Linked DNA regions of Sus scrofa: all the other regions are linked to region 1. A link is a contact called in public HiChIP or PLAC-seq data. All regions are on one chromosome and are shown on one strand. Each heading gives the region's core, a stretch centred on a gene start, on an enhancer-like site or on the middle of the called end of the contact. The rest is flanking DNA. Distances are from core to core; before and after follow the strand shown.

Region 1 (4,924 bases), core at 525-3,024:
TCAATTTCTGCCGTGTAGCACAGTGACCCAGCCATATATATATATTTACATATATATAAACACACACACATTTTTTTCTCATACTATCTCCATCAATCTATCCCATGAATGATGGGAAATACTACATCCAAGAAATTGGATATAGTTCCCTGTGCCGTACAGTCAGACCTCATTGCCCATCCACCCCAAATGCAATAGTTTGCATCTACTAACCGGCAACTCCCAGTCCATCCCCCTACCTCCCCCTCCCCCTTGACAACCAGAAGTCTGTTCTCCATTTCCGTGAGTCTGTTTCTGTTTTGTAAGTAGGTTTACTTGTGCCATATTTTAGATTCCACATATAAGTGATATCATATGGTATTTGTTTTTCTCCTTCTGACCTACTTCACTTAGTATGAGAATCTCTAGTTGCATCTATGCTGCTGCAATTGACATTATTTGGTTCTTTTTTATGGTTGAGTAGTATTTCATTTATATACGTATCACCTCTTCTTAATCCATTCATCTGTCAATGGATATTTTGGGGTTTTTTTTTAATGAACTTTCTTGAAAACTAAACATCTTGCTCTGTTTAGTTTTCAACAGATAAACAAACAAAACAACTCTGAACAATTATTTTCAACATTTAAATCTTCTACCAGCCTCTTCCTATTGAAACCTCGTTTTGTTCAGCTCCTCTTTTTTCTGTCTGCCTTTTCCCCGCTGGTGTCCCCCTGAGCTTTCTCTATATTGCCGGCTTTGGCCAGAACCTTATAGTCTTCTCCAAATATACTCCCTTTGAGTAAATGCCTCCAACCACACACTGAAGAACTATTTTTCATTGTATTACCTACATTTCTTGAGAATCCAACCCAAGCCTCAGAGCCCCTCTTGGTTTTGTTTATAGCATTGGAACTACAAGGCACGGGGAAGGAAGGTCCTGTTAGTCCAGCTCATACTCACGCTACATATTTGAGTGAAAAATCCGCATAGATTGGTTCTCGTGTTGTACTCAACACGCGGCTCACATACCTGCCAGCAAACACGCTGGTGCTGTAATGATTATCAGTTCCCCTATGGCCGGATGTTCTCAGATGCTGTTTTACAAGGAGGCACAGTTAGAGTACATGTGATACATCCTGTGCCAAACTGTTGACCTTGGATCTGCCATTGGTAACAAAGCATTTTTTGATCTTGAATAAAATAGCTGTGCTGCCTTAGAAGGTTGTGGTATTAGAGCACAGTACAGATGGCAGGAAACGAGGGCAAAGGCGGAACTCAAAACACTGCAAATATGTGCCCTCGTGAATAACATCACTGATTTGACTGGCCACATAGCTTTTATTTATGTTTGCTCTTTTGCGATGTTTCGATTTTTTAGTTTTCGGATTATCCGTAATACACTCCCACCAAGTCCAGGCAAATTTGGAGGAAGGAAACATCCCAGTTAACCCGTGGCCCCTTAGTAGCCCAGCACCTGGCAGCCAGTAGGTCTTCAAAACCTAGTGATTCCATGAGTAAAGTAGAATTTAATTTCATCCAATTTTTTTCTAAAAGCATGATTAAATGTTCCAAACCTTTTTTACAACCTCTTTTTTTTTTTTTTTGTAAAGCATGTCATACAACGTGTGTGCATGACTTGTGAGTTACATTTACTTATTTGTAAGTGTCAGAGTTTTGAAAAGCCTGTTTCCAGATCTTCATGAAGTCTTCATCAGACTTCTGCTGGCACACAACCTGGGTGTCTGCGTTTGGATGTGGTCATCAAATTTCTGTGCACAGCCTCTGACCGCAGTGCCATCAGCTGACGGCTGCTTCAATCAGCCACCTGTCCCCTGGAAGCTGAGCCGGCACAAATTGACACTGGCAAATAAAACGTGAAATTGCCCAAAGAGCCACAACAAGCAGGAGACGTGGCCCTAGACCCAAATCATGTCTAGTGTAGAATCATAAAACAGTTCTAACAGTGAAATATAGGCTCTGAAACCTAAACACAATCTGTTGCCCATCAAGGAGGCACGCACTTTAAGATATAACAAGTCCTGGAGCACCCACTGTGGCTCAGTGGGTTAACAACCCGACCTAGCATTCATGAGACTGTGGGTTCGATCCCTGGCCTCCCTCAGTGCCACAAGATGTGCTGGCGGCCTGCAGCTGCACCTCCGACTGGACCCCAAGCCCCAGAACTTCCATATGCCACAGGTATGGCTGTAAAAAGGAAAAAAACAACAAAAACATCAAGGTACTATTGTTAAATAACCATTAAGCCTCAATAAAGTAAAATTAAATTGAAACTCAAATAACAATTTTAAAACAAAACTTTCTGGGAAGCATTCAGTTTATATTTAACGGATGAATAAACGCAAATGTGCATGCGATGTGAGAAAAAAAAAGTGAATCCTATCATTCGAGCATTTACCATACGCCCACAATATAGGTATATAACTGGATTCTAAAGCAGTGTGATGGCATCTCTGTAAATGTTTTCTGCAACAACCAAATCTCTTCCCTCGTACGAATTATTCCCGCCGGCAGGAAAAACATCTTCGATTTCGCCACCACTTATAATCATGACTCAAAATTGAAATGTTCTCCTAAAGGCACAATTGTTTGGTCGGTCAATTATCCACACGCAGAATCTCCTTGTATCCCTCTCACCAGCTCAAACTTCAGCCTTCCAGAAGAATACTTGACAGAGTGGAATGTCCTAAGTGAGATATTCTGCCTGTTTTAGGAGCCACTTACAGCCTTGTAAAGGGTAATCTGGACTCCAATTAATTTTGCCTTGTGTGCCGGTCTTAAACCTTAGTTCTTTAAGATGTAAAACAATCGTGTTTAAAAAAGATGTCCCATTCGGGAGTTCCCGTCGTGGCGCAGTGGTTAACGAATCCGACTAGGAACCATGAGGTTGCGGGTTCGGTCCCTGCCCTTGCTCAGTGGGTTAACGATCCTGCGTTGCCGTGACCTGTGGTGTAGGTTGCAGACGCGGCTCGGATCCCGCGTTGCTGTGGCTCTGGCGTAGGCCGGTGGCCACAGCTCCGATTCGACCCCTAGCCTGGGAACCTCCATATGCCGCGGGAGCGGCCCAAGAAATAGCAAAAATAACAACAACAACAAAAAAGACAAACGACAAAAAAAAAATAAAAGATGTCCCATCAAATTTTCACTGGTCAAAATCACAAGAGTCAAGTCAATTATTTTGGCTAATTTAAAATTTTATTTACTGAATTTCATTTTTTTTAATTAAGAATGTCCCAAATGTGTTTCTGATAGTAAAATGGATGATCAGTAACATTCTTTTAAGTTTAAAAGCACACATTAGAGCTTCTAAGTGTATACTAGTACACAAAATAGATAACTAACGAGGACCTACTGAACAGCACAGGGAGGTGGAGGCAGAGTTTTTTAATAACCTCTGTGGGAATAAGAAGGGATATCTGTATATGCAAAACTGATTCACTTTGCTGCACGCCTGAATCTAAGACAACACTGTAAATCAATTAAGAAAAAAGAAACTTCGGAGTTCCCGTCATGGCTCAGTGGTTAACGAACCCGACTAGTCTGCCCGAGGATGCAGGTTCGATCCCTGGCCTTGCTCAGTGGATTAAAGATCTGGCATTGCCATGAGCTGTGGTGTAAGTCGAAGACGAGGCTGGGATCTGACGTGGCTGTGGCTGTGGTGTCGGCCAACAGCTACAGCTCCTATTGGACCTCCAGCCTGGGAACTTCCATATGCCAGGGCTGTGGCCCTGAAAAGACAAAAGACAAAAAATAAAAATAAAAACTTCTAAGCTTTTTCCTCTGAATTGCAGAACTACAGCTCCCTTTATGCAGTGTTTTTATAGTGTTTAGACTTTGTATAGCACCAGCATCTCTCATGAGTTCCATAGTCTTTAGTTACTTTATATACAAATGGAACTAAAAACACCTACATCACTGGATGTGAGAGACTTAAAAAGGAGAGAAGCAAAGGAAAAACAGCTGCTTTAAAGAAATTCACTTTCTCACTCCCTTCTTTCAATTGAAGAATGTGTATTGGAAATCAGTGCATTCATCCTAAAATAGCATAATACAAACAAACACACAAATGAGCTTCCCTAATTTTAATGAATATCAAGAGTGCTTATTTTTTAACCAGTCACTGTTCCAGATGGTTGACCTTACCCGTCTTTGCAGCCCTCCGAGCCCCCACGTGGCGGTCGTAACACTGTTGCATCCTCCAGAAGAGAAAAGTGAGCCTGAAGCCACAGAGCTGCATGCCAACCAAGGGGCCTGGCGGGCCACCTCCAGACACTGACCAGCCGGCCTCGCGGGCCACCCTGGCCGTCCTCGTTTCCGACGTGGAGACAAACACGAGAATTGGAACCAGCGTCCCCCTCTCTTCGGTTTGCCATCCCGTTGGGACCTCCGTGCTCATCCCAGCAGCACTGCTTTGTGGTGAGTCTCCCACCGCAGATTCTGAGAGATCCACGCATTTCAGAAATTCTGAAGCCCCGTAGCAACGGAACCCCCTGGGCGAGGGACGGGGCCAGAGCTGGCCTGGCAACGCAAGCCACCCTGCTGGGAAGATTGAGAAATGCTGACCCGGGCACAGGGGGACCGCCTCGGGCCCCGTCTAGGTTTTCAAGTGGACTCGAAGTTCAGAGTCCAGCGCCTCTTGCTCTGTCCCGAGAAGCCCGCGCTGAGACCCTCAGCTTTTCCACTCGGACGCGAGCAAGAGCCAGCGGGCCGCGGCGGGACACTGAGCCCTTTGTCGCAGGTGACGCAGAGGCTGAGTTCCCACCGTCCTGGCGAGGCCGTGATGCGTTCCCAGGCTGATCTTTTCTTCTTCCGCATACGAATAAAAAGCTCGTAGATTTTAGGAACTATCTTTACTAACAAAGCAGAGCACAGCAACGGGGTCTTTGCACAATCAAGCTGAAAAAGTATGTCTTTGACTCAAAAG
Region 2 (4,924 bases), core at 45-2,544, 160 kb before region 1:
ATAGGATGAAGATAATTAAAGGATGTATTACCAAAGCTGTCAGGGTGGGGTTGAATGTCTGGCTCTCTGTTCTTCATAACAGACTTTTCTAAAGCAAGAGGATGTTTTATTATGTAAATATTTATGTTTCATCATATTCTGCAAGCCTTGCATATAAAAGCCACTCAAGAAAACCTGAATACTTAAGAGCTTAATAAGAATGGTCACAGCACCTCTGTTGATAATATAACCTTTTCCTGCTGTGCTGGAAAAACAGTATGTCCTTCTACAGGAGGTGAGGGGAAGAAAAGTCAGTTCATTTCTCTGTCCATTTTCACAAGCCTCGGTTTGAAACAAACCTTCCAATTTCAAACCCAGGCTCAAGGCCGACGTGTGCGTAGAATCATCTGCTAGCAGGTGCGCGTCTAGGAAGTAAGATCTCCTTTTGCTGGTGTATAAAAGTCGGTTTTCTCTCTCCAGAGAGAGGGAGGTAGATCTGAGCAGGTGCATCCAAGTGCATGCCTGTGTGCAGGACACGCAAAGAGAAAGGTCCAGGTAGTGGTTTCTGCAAATAATGAGATGCTTTGAAACACTTAAAACCATAGCACTGAAAATGAAGGCATGCCTTTATCGACAAAGGCAGCTCTTTCATTTATTATAAGAAGGTTAAGCAAATGACTTTAGTTTGGAGATGGCGAACAAAAAATTCTCTTGGGGGAAGAAACACCGCTCTGTTTCCTGTGCTTCCTCGGGAGGCTCATTTCTGGGACGGTCTCAGGGCTGGGGCGGCAGAGTCAGTACGGATACGTGTCTTTACTCTTTGATGGATGCTCGTTGCCAAAGTGGACGTATTTTTAGTTGCAGGCCAGTTGCCACTGGTGTCAGGAGCTCTCCCTGTTCATTTATCCACAGTCTTCTTGGGGAGGAGCCGGAGGGACAGCACAGAGGTGCCCTCAGTCCCGAGCTCACTGTCAACGGTGCTCCTGCTGCTGCAGGCACCTGGGGACAGAGAAGCCTCAGCTCCGTCCGTCTGCTGCTGCAGTGCTGTTATTACTATTATTATTATTATTACTGCTACTACTTCTAACTTCCAAGTCCATGAAGCTCCTCTCTCAAGCAGTAGGTTTCATGATTTAAAAAAAAAAAGAAAAAGAAAAAAAAAATCTTTGAAGGCATCAATTTTCCTCGCCGGAATATTCTAGAAACAAGAGAGTTGGCCGCGTGCCTTGCCGCCGCCGCCTGCACTCCGACTGCCCCGGCGGCTGCAGCAGGACGCCGCCGCCTCCCAATCTATTAGCCCGACAGAGAACAAATGTGCAGCAGTAAATATTATGGTTTCATCTAATGCTTCAACTGTGAAAACAAATGACAGAAAATGTAGTGCCTGTAACGGATGCGGAGGTCAAAACCTACTGGTGCGGTTATTTCACGGCGACTATTACAATGCACTTTTCTCCGAGGGCTTATTTATGGGAACCTATTATGAGTCATAGCAATTCATAACACGAGGGTCTGTGGAAAATTCCACCCTCCACGTGGGCCTAATGCTAGACACACAGCACTCACTTTTGATTAACGAGACTCATAAACATACCCCAACAGGTATAATACAGTAGTTTACGGCTTTAACCTAAATTGATAGATATATTTTTCTCCTCATAAAACAAGAAAAATGGGATAGAATGAGATCTTTGCAATTCTCGGCAGGACGGGGACCTGGCCGTAGGCGGTGCAGGCGCCGCTTCATCACCGGATCGTCAGCATCCGGTCGCCGGCCCCGTTCAGGCACTACCTGGGCCGCTGCGTCTTAATCTAGCCTATAAATAGCTTTTTAATTTGAATTAAGATAATGTGCTATCTGTGCTTGGGGATGTGACACAATGCAGTCTGTGCTCACGTGAAATCTCACCAAGCCAGAGAGCAGTTCTGCATTCCAGATAGAGCTAAAAATATTCACCCATTAAAATAGTAATCATCATTAAAATTAGCTCGCTGATTTTGCTGATTAATTTTTCAGGAACAAGTATGCTTTCTGAAAAGTTTCAACCAAACATTTTTTTTGACAAAACTAAAATTTTAAAATGTGAACTACATAAGGAGAAAGAGATCATTAAGGAAAGAAAGATAGGGAAATTTTAATCTACTGCAATTTTTAAAGACTTGAAAAATTGTTGTTTAAAAAAAAAGTGGAGGGGATGGAAGTGGTAGCTCTAAGTGGAACACAGGGGCGAGGTCCCTAAAGCTTCCTTTGGGGCTGCGATTCTCCTATCTTGGGAAGGTTGTTTATTTTTGTCTGAACCGGAGAAGCAATCTAGCAGGCATAATAAGTATTCCAGTGATCAGAGCGGCTCTAGTGAGATTTAAATGTTTATCTGCCTGTGTTCTATTTTCATATGCAACAGGCGTGCTTCAAGTTCAGCCGAAGGTTATAAATCAGGGGCAACTTTAAATGTGTGGATGAAACAAAAGACCCTTGCTTAGAAGACAGCCACTGGTGCAATCTTTTTTTCTGTTTTTTTCATGGCCACACCCGCTGCATATGTAAATTCCTGGGCCGGGGACTGAACTGGAACCTCAGCTGTGACCTACGCAGCAGCGGTGGCAATGCCAGATCCTCTGGCCCACTGAGAAGGGCAAGAGGTCAAACCCCAGCTGCTGCAGTCTGATTCCTAACCCACCTCACCACAGCGGGAACTCTGGTGCAATTTTTTGTTTTGCTTTGTTGTCGGTATCTTTATTTTAGCTGGAGTTAAAGACGTACACTAGCTAAAATGTAGCTTGGATCAGACTTAGTGAAAATTGTGGGAAGGGGAAAGAAATGTGTGTTTTCATTTTAATCCCTTAAGAAAATCAACCCCTCATTGTAATATTAAGAAAAGAGGCCAGGACAAATGCCTTTGGTTTTAAAATACATAAATACATTTTAAACTTAAGAAAGGACGACCGGGAGAAACTTGTCATGTTCATTTGTGTTTAAAATAATGTTTGTAGGAGTTCCCTTTGTGGCTCAGTGGTAAATGAACCCAACCAGTATCCATGAGGACATGCGTTCAATCCCTGCCTCCCTCAGTGGATTAAGGATCTGGCACTGCCGTGAGCTGTGGTATAGGCCACAGCTAGGACCCCACATTGCTGTGGCTGTGGTGTAGGCCAGCAGCTGTAGCTCCGATTCCACCCCTAGCCTGGGGGCTTCCATATGCTTCTAGCGAGACCTTAAAAAAAAAGGCCAAAAAAAAAAAAAGTTTGTATATCATTCAGTAGTAATTAAGGCAATGAGATAGTCCTTGGCTGTGAATATTTGATGTTTCATAGTATTTTTAGTGGCTAGATATCATAAATCCATAATGAAATTCATAGATAGCCATAGTATATCATGGATAGCCATAGTATAGTAACTGCCACGGAAACCTTTCTTCGATAATGAGAATCAGCAGATCTAAAGACACAGTTGTGTCAAAATGATCAGCTGTGTGGCAGGCAGGAAACAGGGGCAGTTAACCGCGGGCTCTTCATATTTCCATGAAATACATTCACACATACACATTTCTCTCCTGTTTAGAAGACACACGTCCTAAGTAGTTACACACTGCTTTATTTTCAAATATTAAGCTATAATGGAATCCAGCCGGCTTTAATAATGCAATTTAGCCTAATCTTTTACAGAGCCTTAGTGAGTTGTTTTCTAAAATTTTTTTGGAGAAAATGTCATTTAAAGAACACACATCTTATATAATCTCCTGGGTATGTTTATTGTAAGAGGTATTCATAAAAGGTCACTTACGATCTGTGACGGTGTGTCTACCACGCTGAGTACTTAAGTGAGAAGGCCATATTCTTGTCTCTTGGAATTTGAAATATAAACCTGGTTTAATCTAAGTGCAATTCCATGAGTTATTCTAAGAATAAAATAGTGTATGTGTGTGTGTAGGTTGGCAGATAGGTAGATGACTGGGTAGAGAGATGGTAGGTGGATGGATAGATAGGTAGATAGAAAGATGGAGAGAGAGAGAGGGGAGGACAAAATAGTTGGATGCGTATTCAAAGCACCTCCAGTGTTGTAGTTGCCCTTGGTTCTTAATTATACTCAGAAGCATATAAAAGTAAAGGGCTTCAACTACTGTAAATCCTCTATCGTGCTGTTTCCCAGCTTTCCACTTTGCCCGCTTGCAAACCATCTTCCCTTTAGTCTCCAGAATAATTTAAACAGGGAATAGGCACTTCCTGGCCCTGCCACGCTCTCCCATCACATTCAGACCCACATCTACACCCACACGGGCCTGGACCTGGCACAAAACAGACACCCTTTCCTGCTCTCACTTAGCTAACATTCTTGGCTGAGAAAGACAAGAAGCATCACCCAAACCACGGCACGCTGGGAAGGGCGATGGGGACAGGGCTGGGGCGGGGGCTAGGATCCTGTGGAGCAGAGGGGAAGGACATGGGGGGTGTCCTGCCAACACCTGAGGGAAATGTGTTCTGGGCAGCGGACGGGAGGTGAGAGGTCCTGGGGCTGGTGCGCAGCTGGAGGAAGAACAAGTCAGGCCAACTCCCTTCCCCGCGTCTGAGGAGCTGCGGGCTAAGGGCTGGGTCCCGGGCCTTCCCTCACCCAGAAAATAGACAGTCATCCACTTACACGGGCAAGGCGATGGCTCTCCACCTGTGTTCCCGGCACACCCCAGGAGCAGAAGAGTAAATAGCATCTAATAATCTCAGTTGTGCTGCGGGAACTTTCCCATCCTTACAGATTTGCCTGGGGGAGGTCAGCACGCGAGGTTCCAGAGACCGGCAGTAAAGCAGAGCTCAAGGATGACCCCTCGTACTAAAATCTAATCCAGGAGTAGAGAAAAAGTCCCTCTGATCGTATGGATAAACTGGAGAGTAATCATTTATATTCAGCTATTCATCACGGAACCAAAAGATTCTATATAAGGATACTACGTGTAAT
Region 3 (4,437 bases), core at 101-2,600, 170 kb before region 1:
TTTAAAGAAAACTTTGAATATTATTTAAGAAAAAATTGACTTAAAAAAGCATTTTCAAGAAAGCATGTAATACAATGCATTTGATTACAAAGCACTGTTATTTGTCCATTCAGAGCAAAGCTTAAGGTTTTTACCAAGAAACGATTATTGTCGAAAGTACAGAAAACCTACACTTGCCTCTCCAATTTTAGTATTTCAGGACTTCTTAATTCGTTTGTTCTAGACTTTAAAAAATCAGGTTAAAATTCTGAAGGGTTCTGGCAGGGCTCGATTCTGGGCAATCATTATTCACCAAGTTTATTTTAAAACTACTCATGCATGGCCTTTTTTAACGTTTACAATTGGTATGTGGATACATACAGATGCAAATACTTTACTTTGTGGCAAACTTCTGATTTGGTGATGAATGAAACAGCCCGTACTGGGCGAGGGAGCTCTGTTTCCTGTCTACCCAGTGCCGGGTTAGCGGGTCTGTTAGGGCACGGAATCCCCGCCGGACTCTATCTGGTTGGTCACAGAGGACATCAAAGCTCAGAGACAGTCAGGAGAGTTCCCAGTGCAGGACTGGTCCCTGGGGTGCCCTCTCTCCCCAGTGCTGCTTCGTTCCGGACCTAACCCCGAGGAGGGGTTTCTTGGTGCCTCCAGACGTCGCCCAGGAGACGGCTTTAAAGGAGAGGCCTCTGCAGGTGGCAGCGGTGGGGCCCGGGGCCTTCCTTAAGTGGATGTCAGATTACACCTGTCCCTCGGTTTTCACATTCGAAGAAAGGTACAGGCAGGGCTACATCTCTGCGCATAAGATAAGGTGAAATTTTCCAGCCATCTGAGGTGGATTTCAAAAGGTCTTTGGCGGTGTTATTTAAACAGTGATAAAATGCTAACTACCTCTGAGCCTCAGTTTGAACTGCCACGTGAGAATAACGTCAGGCTTTCAGGGTCACTGCTGGAAGTTGTAAAATCCTGCGTCGGATGGGTATTGGATCCTATGTGGGCATTTGCCGTGCTCTTTCCCAGGTATCTAATGATAAGTAAATTATATTAGCCCTCCCCTCGTGGAGGTAGAATTTGGGTGAGTTAAAAATTATAATGTATTTAAGAAAGGATTGATCCAAAACAAACAACCAAATAAATATGTAATTGCAAATCCGATTACTGAAATAAAGAAAAATGACAAGATGCCACAGTGGAGAAACGCACCGTTCCGCTTCTCTGAATATGTGACATTTGAACTGAGGGCTGAGGACTAAAAGAATAAAAATGGATGAAGGCGAAAGGCTGAAAGGCTGAGATGATGCCAGGCAAGCAAACGGGAGCATTGCCCAGACCAAAGCCCCGTGACGGGAAGAGCACATGATGCTGGGTGTGACTCGGAGCGGAGCGGGGAGGGGACACGCAGGCGGGCAAGCTGGGTCCGGTCCTGGGGCTGGAGAATGTGGCCAAGGTTGTAGTCCTTAGCTTCAGGGAACTGAGGGAGCTCTGGGGGAAAGTGACCAGAATTGGGGTTTTGAGGGGTAACTCTGGCTCTCCCAGTAGGGGCTGTGAGCGCTCATCTTCAGAGCTCCCTACAGGCTGTTCCAAGAAGATACTCAAACCCAGCTGCAGCTCTGGGAAACGCGGCTTGTCTTGGTTCTTTGAGAATCTGAACCCTCTCATTGGTTTTGTTCTCACATTCGTAAACTTGAGTTGATCCTGTGTATATCTAAAGATTTCACTCTGACTCATCATCACATTTCTTCTTGTTTTAGGCTACTTGTTGAGAGATTTCCTTCTTTATTTCTGAAGCATAATAATGGTTGGAAACACTTCTACTGAGTGTTTGTAACCTTAGCAGTTGTGTTTGTAATTTTCCAAACTATTTGCTCATGTTCAGAGCGATCGTTTCAGGCATAAAATATTTACCGCATTATCCTCATCTTGATTTATTAGTTCTGTTACATTTTCTGCTCCTTGTATTTGCTTCATTCTCTCCAGATCATTCTTCTACTGGTGCGTCTTGTCCTTCTCTTGGGATACAGCAGTTTTCCTCAAACATCCATACTATTTACCCATCTTGGTGAATCATGGATTCTTGGCTTTTCTACTCTTTTTTTTTTTTTTTTTTTTTAAGAAAAAAGGACCAGGAGTCAGACGGTAGGCAGATGAAGGGACTTCTTCCACAGGTGCGCGATGGGGACCCTCTGGCTGCCTCTCCCGACCCACACCCTGACCGCGGAGCAGGTGTTGGGCAGCTACCTTCACAGGGGGCGTGGGTGCAGAGGTGGCTGCGGGGGTGGCGGGGCCCCCTCCCTCCACACTGTGGAAATGAAGAGGGTGTGTGCTGGGCGCACACGCCCAGGCCAGGATAACTGCCTTCTCCCCGGCTTGCCACATGGCACTCCCTTTGGCTCCGGAGGGCATTTTTAGACAGCGTGTGCTGACATTTGTTCGGACTTCTGCATCCTTCTCCAGGCTCTGTTCTCCCCCAAACTCCTGCTCTGGTTCATCCATGAATGCCTTCCCATCCTCCTGTGATGCCCTGGATATCTGCCACCATCTCTGGCGGGCTGACACCCCCTCATGGGATTCTTATAATTTTAATGATCACATCAAAGAGATTTTTTTTTTAAGGGAGAGAAGGTAAACCGGTGTGAGAGCGTTTGCTCTACTGTTTGCAAATGTTCACCAGAATCTTCTAAAGTATCCATTTTACGCAGCAAGAAACTAGCGTGGTTTCCTGACTTCCCAGGAATATCAAATGTGCTCCATCAGTCAGTCCCCAGAGAAACAGAATTCATAGGGCAAATATAAATATAGATTTATTATGAGGGATCAGCCCATGTGCTTACGGAGGCTGAGAACACATTTGATCTACAGCCTACAAGGTGGAGGCTCAGGGAAGCTGGTGATGCAGCTCCAGACCAAAGCTGAGGGCTTGAGAAGCGGGGCAGCCCTGGAGTAAGTCCAGTCCAAGGGCAGACGAGGCCCTCAGCCCAGGGCAAGGAGCCAGGCACGAGGAGGAGGTCTGCCTTTGTGCTCACGGGACTGGCTGCCGCCCACCACGCTGGGCAGGGTGGTCTTTAGTCAGTCCCCCAACTCAGATACCAACCTCACTGCGAAACAGACATGCCCGGAAATAACACTGGGCCAGTGACTGGGCCGCCTGCAGGCCGATCAGGTGGACACATAATACTGACCACTCCATCCCCAGAGTCAGATGTGAAAGCCCACCCGTGAAGCCTGGTGGAAGAAAGTTCCTGGGAAGGGGACAACAGGTGGCTTCAGAAGCTCATTAAAGGAGAAGGGGTGACCTCTTATCCCTGCCCTGGGTGACCTGGAACTAGTGGACCTCACGGAGATGCTCCATTTGTCTGAGTCCATCCACTGCAGACAGCGGATTCGTGAAGCTGCACCGCGAGTACCAGAACCTCTCATCTAACCAGATGGCTTCGGGGTGCACGTGAGGATCCTTAAATGACACAGAAACAAAATAATCAAAGGCTAAGAGAAGCCAGACTGGATGAGGCTGGAGCCCTTCCCATTAGCCACACCTGTACTTGCCCCGTCGCTCCCTCAGCAGGAAGAGATCAAAGTTAGCATCAAACGCGTGCCACATGCCACTGCCACCACTGCGTGTATAGAAACGCCTGGCGAAAGGGTTTGGCGAAGGTATTTTGGAGTCTGAGTTCAGGAAACATCAATGAGTCTTCCTTCAATGTCATGTGAATACCTCCAGTTTCAGCACGTGCTTTTGTATTGTGCTGGATCCGGCAGAATCCAGCTTGAAAATTACGGGTACAAAGCTGGCGTTCAGAGTGAGCGGACAAGAAAAGTGGGGCCCTTAGAGCAGATCAGTTTCTAAGAATGCATTACCCTCTGACTCCATCTCATACTTGATGCCTGGTAAATCTGAGAGTCTGATGTTGGTAACCTCGGGATTCTCCCAGATGTACAGCTGATCCAGCGTCAAAGAGCCCCAAACTCTGTGTCATTTTTTGGTGGTATTTTTTGGGTTTTGCATTTTTTGCTAGAGTCTGCAAGGAGTCTCACCCAGATGGGTTTAAGAACCTTTGTGGTAAAATTTGGGAGAAAGTGAGATAAGAGATTTAAGAGTGTGGAGAAGGGGGTCTCTTCTCACCATCAAGTGCCCTCAAGCACACCAAGGCTTTTGCTCAGCCAGCTCCTCTTTTAGAAAAGGAGGAGGGGCAGGGGTGCAGCGGGCACTAGTTTCTCGTGTTTCTCTCCCATCCCACTGGCAAGGGCGGGGCAGGGATTGGCTGCCCTTAGCCTGCTGGACACGGAGGCTGGACCCAACAGAGGGAGCCCGGGATCAGGAGAGGCCTTGCCGGCCCGGGCAGCAGCGGCATCACGGGACAGCACCGAGTCCTGAGCTTCGTAGACCGTAACCCTCAGCTCAAATCAGCTGTAATACTGCAGTGCGGGACCCCCGATACAACACCAAGC

The links. HiChIP or PLAC-seq counts read pairs in DNA pulled down with a chosen protein or histone mark.
Region 2: a contact with region 1 is called in an H3K27ac HiChIP or PLAC-seq map of skeletal muscle. The contact joins two enhancer-like sites. A contact is called at or near these places in 3 of 47 Hi-C or Micro-C datasets (embryonic fibroblasts, retroperitoneal adipose tissue and skeletal muscle) and 1 of 2 datasets of contacts at active chromatin or transcription factors (skeletal muscle).
Region 3: a contact with region 1 is called in an H3K27ac HiChIP or PLAC-seq map of skeletal muscle. The contact joins two enhancer-like sites. A contact is called at or near these places in 3 of 47 Hi-C or Micro-C datasets (embryonic fibroblasts, epiblast stem cells and retroperitoneal adipose tissue) and 1 of 2 datasets of contacts at active chromatin or transcription factors (skeletal muscle).

What each region holds. Positions count from the first base shown.
Region 1 is chr10:65,969,016-65,973,939 of Sscrofa11.1, reverse strand. No RefSeq gene overlaps it. Among named protein-coding and RNA genes, the nearest start is that of AKR1E2, 280 kb to the right of the region's middle. Within about 2 kb of position 1,774, at least 3 of the 83 cell types and tissues checked have an H3K27ac peak or open chromatin away from gene starts, as enhancers often do. A contact at or near this core is called in skeletal muscle, where this site is marked.
Region 2 is chr10:66,123,606-66,128,529 of Sscrofa11.1, reverse strand. No RefSeq gene overlaps it. Among named protein-coding and RNA genes, the nearest start is that of KLF6, 360 kb to the left of the region's middle. Within about 2 kb of position 1,294, at least 17 of the 83 cell types and tissues checked have an H3K27ac peak or open chromatin away from gene starts, as enhancers often do. A contact at or near this core is called in skeletal muscle, where this site is marked.
Region 3 is chr10:66,143,659-66,148,095 of Sscrofa11.1, reverse strand. No RefSeq gene overlaps it. Among named protein-coding and RNA genes, the nearest start is that of KLF6, 340 kb to the left of the region's middle. Within about 2 kb of position 1,350, at least 13 of the 83 cell types and tissues checked have an H3K27ac peak or open chromatin away from gene starts, as enhancers often do. A contact at or near this core is called in skeletal muscle, where this site is marked.